Linked DNA regions of Sus scrofa: region 2 is linked to region 1. The links are chromatin contacts, called in public Hi-C maps. All regions are on one chromosome and are shown on one strand. Each heading gives the region's core, a stretch centred on a gene start, on an enhancer-like site or on the middle of the called end of the contact. The rest is flanking DNA. Distances are from core to core; before and after follow the strand shown.

Region 1 (3,134 bases), core at 363-2,862:
TAGGTAATTTAAATTTTTTTCTTGCCAGGAACTTTAATAGAAGAAAAAAAATATTTTCACCAAAAAAATTCTATAAATATCTCTAATTACTTTGAATTCACTTTCACCCCCTGTTTGTCCTCCATTTATATTTTGAGGTTTAACAAGTTAATTATTAAATGATATTATTACTCAGCAAGAAAATCAACCATGGTCTCCCTCTCCGACTTGAAATGAGTATGCTGTTTCATAGGTGACACATAGATTACAGTTTAATAACCTTTTTAATACAAGGAAATAAATGCCACCTAGCGGCTTTGGGTAACTAGCACCCAGCCACTAACACACATTTCAAGAAATCTAAGACCTCAGGAATACACCTCTTCAAATACAAACTTCTCCAAAGTTAAAAGCATCGGTAACTGCTAATTTACCTTTTCCAATTGTGCCCAGTTATCCAACTTGACTTTTAAAGAAGTTCCATTTTGAAAGGATGACAACTTAAGGTCCCAGGGGTAATGTATAGAGAATATTTCTGCGATCAAGAAGCCATTGGAAAAATCCCTGATCCATATCAATAAGGAAATGAAATAAAATGTAGTTACATATATAGTTTGTATTATTTTGTAATCAATTCACACCCATATAATATTCAATACTGACGACAAGATAATTATAAAAGTAGAGTCTGATGCATCCTTGCTTCGAGGAGGCCTTGCTATGGGGTAGTGATTGAGTAAGATTAGACACACACCAAAGGCCATGGTGTTCTTTTTATGAACCCAAACTATTAATTCATATTGAATTTTCATTTTAACAAGGCCCCCAGGTGATACCACTGGGGGCACTGAACATTTCAAGCATGTTTTTCTTAAGGAGTGCCTAAATCAGTAAACCAGAGAAAGCCCTTGCCTGCAAAATGAAAGTCATCACCTTTATTTTTAAGGAATTCAATTTGCATTCCCAGTGCAAGTATTAACTGCCAGTTATGCTCAGAGAGGCTTCAGTTATAAGGAGCAACTTTTTCAATCCCCAATAACCTTCAAACCAGATGCTATGGCTAATAAAAAGTAAACGGATCCCCACTAGTACTAATGTCCAGTGTCCCTGAAAAAGAGCCTAGGTTATTTTATTTGGGGGTTGTCACCAACGCATTCTATATTAGCTGAGTCTAAAACGGAATGATAGAATTGATTGAATAAATGAAATGCTTCACCCTTTTGCAGATCAGCTCCCTAAGGGGGCGAGTGTGTGAGTGTGCTTGTGCGTGTGCGTGTGACGAGTGAAGGAGTAGAGCGGGCAAGGCAATCCCAGGAAAGCCCCTGCGTTACTGCGGGGTGGGCGGCGCAGACCAGGAGACTGCTCTGCTCCGGCGGATGCGCCCGCCAGGCGGCCAGGGCCCGACCGCTCCAGCACCTGCTGATGTTCCTAGGGAAGAAGCTGAGATCCAGGCCCTGGAGCCAGCGCAGAACCGACGGAGACATGCGGGAGCTCTTCGGTGGTTGTGGATAGACCAGCCACTTCTTAGGCCTCTCTCGGATGGGAGCTGCTGGACCTGGCGCAAGTGACGGTGACTTGGGTAAGGCAGCCGCCGGCAGCTTCAAAAGCCTTTCTTTCCGGCTGGTGGCAGCCATGTCGCTTTCTGGGTTTCTATGGCAGCATCGGGGGCGGGGCCTCGGTGGGGCGGGGTCTGGTGTTGGCGGGGCCTCGGCGCAGGCGCCCTGGGCCTCATGCGTACTCCACTTCACTATCCGACGCTCTTGGTTGGGCACGCACATCCCTGGCCCCACTGCGAGGGGACGTGGGTCCGGGGAGCTTCGACATGGCCCGAGCTTTCAATCTCAGTTTTAATTGGCCTGAAGCGTAACCAATTTAGAGCTACCCACCCTCACCCCGCCTTCCCTTAGAAATTGACATTTTGAATATTGTGGTTTCTGCTCAGCTGAAGGCTTGTTGCAGTCAAGCATTTTGAGGAAGTTGTGAGAACGTTTCAGAGGACAAAGACAGGTTTTGTTTGGAAATTGGAAAAGATAGGGCTTTTGTTCCAAAATGCCAATGTAAAAAAAAATCTTCAAAAATAAAATGAATAAATGCTTTATGTCTACACAATGTAATTTACCAATTTCCTTAATTATTACATTATATTCATAAAAGTTACATGGTATTTGAAAACAACTTGTAAATTAGATTTTCACACTTCACAAAGATGCCTCAGGATGCATGATGTCATTCATTAGACAAATATTTTGAGTCCCTACTATGTGCCAGGCCCTAATCTAGTCACTTGGGATTCATCAGTGAACAACACAGAGGGAAAAAAAGATTGCAGAGCAAGCATAGATAATTATAAACTAAATATTTACACAGCAAAGTTGTTAAAATCTTTTAAAAACTTTTACAGCAGAAAAGTAGATATGTAGATAATATGTGTAAGTAATATGAAGATATGTTACTATGCAAGATGAAATATGGGATAGATATATAAAGAGTAGAGCTGTATATTGTCGAATGCTTATTCGTACACGTTTATTAATAAAGTAAACCAATGTGAGTGAGTCTGTATTAGAAAGACAAAAATGAAGCTGTACAGTGTTTTTTCTTTGTCCAATGTAGTTTTTCATTTGTTGAATGGACTTATTTTGAGGAATTACTGTCCTCTGCTTTGCTGTGTATAAGATCTTCACTATTCAATACCTAGCTACTAGCCCCATGTAGCTATTCAGTTTTATATTAAATAAATTTAAATAAAATGAAGAAGCGTAACACTGGCTACATTCAACAGCTCAATAGTTGGGTGGGGCTGTTGGCTACCACATTGTACATCACAGAGACTGCACTATCACTATCTTTGCAGAAAGTTCTTTTAGGCAGCTGTACCCTAGATTATTTATAGAAGGTACAGAGATATATAAGTATCTGAAAAAAAGATCATGTACTCTGAAAAGCTCTGCCATGCTAAAAAATATATTGGTATCAGGAAGGAAGCAAATGATTTGGCCTGAGAGAGCACAGGAGTCCTCAGAGGAGGTGACCTTTGATGTGTATCTTGTAAAGCAGTATTTGAATGGGTTAAGACACAGGCTTTGGACCACCAGCTTTACTTTTTATTATTTATGTGATTTTGGGCAAGTTATTTTACCATTTTTTATTTGTAA
Region 2 (3,134 bases), core at 173-2,672, 49 kb after region 1:
CCTCTTGAGCTCTCATGAGCTATGCTGAGTTCTTTGTTTCCAAAAACCCATGTGTTTCCCAACATATAGAGGAAGAGGAAGGATACTAATAGAATAAAATATGATAAAGTCTTTTGTAAACTTGGAAGCTTTGTTCCCAGATTCCTGTCTTAACTCACAGTATGATTTTTTTTTTCATCTCCCCAAAAAGTGCTCTAGCATTTCTGAAAAATAGTAGAATGTGGGAAAAGTTAAAGTCACTTAAAAAAATTTTTTTGGTAACACTTTTGATTATGTCACATCGTTTGTCACAGAAGGGCATTTCTATCAATTCCAGTTATTCTTATGTGGCCTTCTTCCACCTGCGTATAGAAAATGTGTCTCCAAACTCTCACATTTTCAAGGTATTTTTATACCTTCACACAATGAACACCATGACACAAGTCAGTCTACAGGCTGGCTTGAAATTTTTCATTGCTGAGATTCTGAGAAATGTTCCTGACATAACTCGCCTCAGAGACAATCAACCCAGCAACACCCCAAATCTCAGGAAACAAGTTGTTCCTTGGGAACAAGTATCATGGACAGTTCTACCCTTGCTGGCATTGGCTGTCGAGTTCAATTCCTAAAGTTGTTTTTAAACCTGGGCTGGACCTTACTGATGGAGAAAGACTATGACATTATACACAATTCTAGTTGCTTTTCCTACCTAGGTTATTCTCTTCTCCTAAATGACAAGTCCTTCTACCATCTGACCCATGGTGCACATTTATCCTGTATCTTATTTCCCGGTGCCAACAATAGATTAAAAAAAATGCATGCTTAATGGCAACTGTGAAACCAAATTCTGAAATCACAAGCACAAATATTCTACCAGATGAGTCTACACCCATTCCATATTCTCCCTAAAGCCTCAGCCGTGAAAGGAGTGCCCAAACAAGCTGGGTGTCACAAGATTGTTATCCAAGCAGAGGCATCACCTCGATGAATTTTCCACAGACTAAAATTTGGCCCGCGGCCTTGCAGGCTTGGAAACCTGATCTGTCAGCAAAGCTGGAGCGAAGTCACATCTTAGAGGGGGACTTACAACTCAAAGAGGACGGAACACCAGAGTGATGTTGAGATGCAAACATATTAATTTACAACGAGAACCATAAAAGTCAGGTGGACTAAAGCACTCCTGGGACCAGCCAGTACATTCTCTTGCTGTGAACAGATGTGGATGGAAAGCCAGGTCATAACCAGAAGGTTACTTGGTGACAAAAAAGTGGAACAAAGGGAATAAACATGAAATAAATCAGATTCTACTTCTGCAGCTCCCTGACCCATCCTAACATTTCACACTAGAGACAGGTAATCCACCAAGCAGCTAAGGACCCACATCTCTGGGGTAGTGCTGGCTGGAAACTGCAGACTTGCCTGGGTGGCTAATCAAGCCTTTCTGGTCCATAGAATTTCCTTTAGATCTGTTCATGTCTATTTCTGGGAGATCCTAGGGGAACATCTCCTCTTTCTGTCAGTGCTATTGAAAGGGATCAGCAGATTCATTCCTCCTTATTTTCTTTCCCTTTTTATTTTTTGTTGTCATTCTTTCTTTTCTATTCATACCATCACCACAACTGAACACATCCAGGCCCTCATCTCCTTATGTCAGGAGCCTAACTGGTCTACCTATCTCAAACCTGTCCCATTGTCCAATTCCAGAGACCGCTAGGATATAAATTGACTTTAAATTAACATTTTATATGTGTCTCTTTCCATTTTCCCACGTTTACTGACACCAAACACTCTCAGCAACTCCTACTGTCTTCAAAGTAACGTTCGAGGAGTTCCCGTCGTGGCGCAGTGGTTAACGAATCCGATTAGGAACCATGAAGTTGCAGGTTCGATTCCTGCCCTTGCTCAGTGGGTTAACGATCTGGCGTTGCCATGAGCTGTGGTGTAGGTTGCAGACGCGGCTCGGATCGCAAGTTGCTGTGGCTGTGGTGTAGGTCGGCGGCTACAGCTCCGATTCGACCCCTAGCCTGGGAACCTCCATACGCCGCCAACAGCTACAGCTCCGATTCGACCCCTAGCCTGGGAACCTCCATACGCCGCCAGAGCGGCCCAAGAAATAGCAAAAAAAAAAAAAAAAAAAAAAAAAAACAACCACACAAAGTAACATTCAAATTGCTTAACCTGATGTTCAAACTCTTTCCAATCTGTGCCCCAGTTGATTGTCATTTTTCTATCACAAGTCAAATATATTGTCTCTGGATATCCTATGTACCCCTCTGACTCCTGCTTCTGCTTATTTTTGGGATCTGGGGGTCAACTTAAGATCTGTCTCCCCCAGGAAAATATCTCCGAAGGTCCAAATCTGAAATTGACTTTTCCATTCTTTAGACTCACTTGGCATTTAGTATATCTGGAAAATAATGATTAAATGTAGATACACCCATCTTCCTCGATCTGAATAACTTACTTAAAGTTGGGAACAATATATTTTGCTTTTTTTGCTTTTTTATATCCTGTTTCTTCAGTGCCTTCACATCAGGGTGCTCAATAAAACATGCTTAGAACTGACCTTGTCTACTTGTAGGTAAAGCTACTAAACCTTCCTCAGAGCCTAAGATAGAACTTGAAAGTGTGACCCTTAGCTGAAGAGGGGAGCTTCCTCTTAAAGTGTCCATGGGATATCAGTCACATGTGGCTTCTTCCAGGTCCTTAGAGTGGCTTCATAAAACCAGGGTCATCCCCCTACCCCCGCCACATCCTCACTTGCTCTCCACACATTTCGATATTATAGTTGGAGACACCTTTCAACCCCTGTTAGTTTCCCTGTCAGGCTCAAAGTATAGTGCTAGCTTTAAAAATAGACCAGATCTCTGATACGTAGAGATTGCAATCGGGACATTTAACAGAAAGGAAGAAACAGGTAGGTATTACAAAGAAAAGCCTAACAAGCCCTTTCAGTATGATGGTGGAGTTGATGAAAGAATGAAAAGACAGATTTTGAAGGTTTATTAGAATAGCAAAGGGATCAAGAAGGAAACAATCTTGGGCGATTCTAGTTACCATTTAGCTTTTCAGCATTCTTGTGTAATCATACCCTCAACTCAAGCATGATTGGAAGTTGCATGAAGAAAGATCACCCTACATTTGTCTAATACTAT

The links. Hi-C and Micro-C count contacts between places; a contact is called where the count stands out from the background.
Region 2: a contact with region 1 is called in a Hi-C map of skeletal muscle, with 1.9 times the contacts expected there. The contact joins the enhancer-like site here to the promoter of SPATA4 in region 1. A contact is called at or near these places in 4 of 47 Hi-C or Micro-C datasets (epiblast stem cells, fetal skeletal muscle and skeletal muscle) and 1 of 2 datasets of contacts at active chromatin or transcription factors (skeletal muscle).

Annotation. Positions count from the first base shown.
Region 1 is chr15:38,704,131-38,707,264 of Sscrofa11.1, forward strand. It overlaps SPATA4 (spermatogenesis associated 4), which reads right to left and starts at 1,613. Exons shown (of 6, transcript NM_001177923.1): 1 at 1,396-1,613; 2 at 414-543; 3 at 1-31. The coding sequence starts at 1,613.
Region 2 is chr15:38,753,154-38,756,287 of Sscrofa11.1, forward strand. The region is part of intron 2 of ASB5 (ankyrin repeat and SOCS box protein 5); the gene reads right to left. Among named protein-coding and RNA genes, the nearest start is that of ASB5, 12 kb to the right of the region's middle. Within about 2 kb of position 1,423, at least 2 of the 83 cell types and tissues checked have an H3K27ac peak or open chromatin away from gene starts, as enhancers often do. A contact at or near this core is called in fetal skeletal muscle and skeletal muscle, where this site is marked.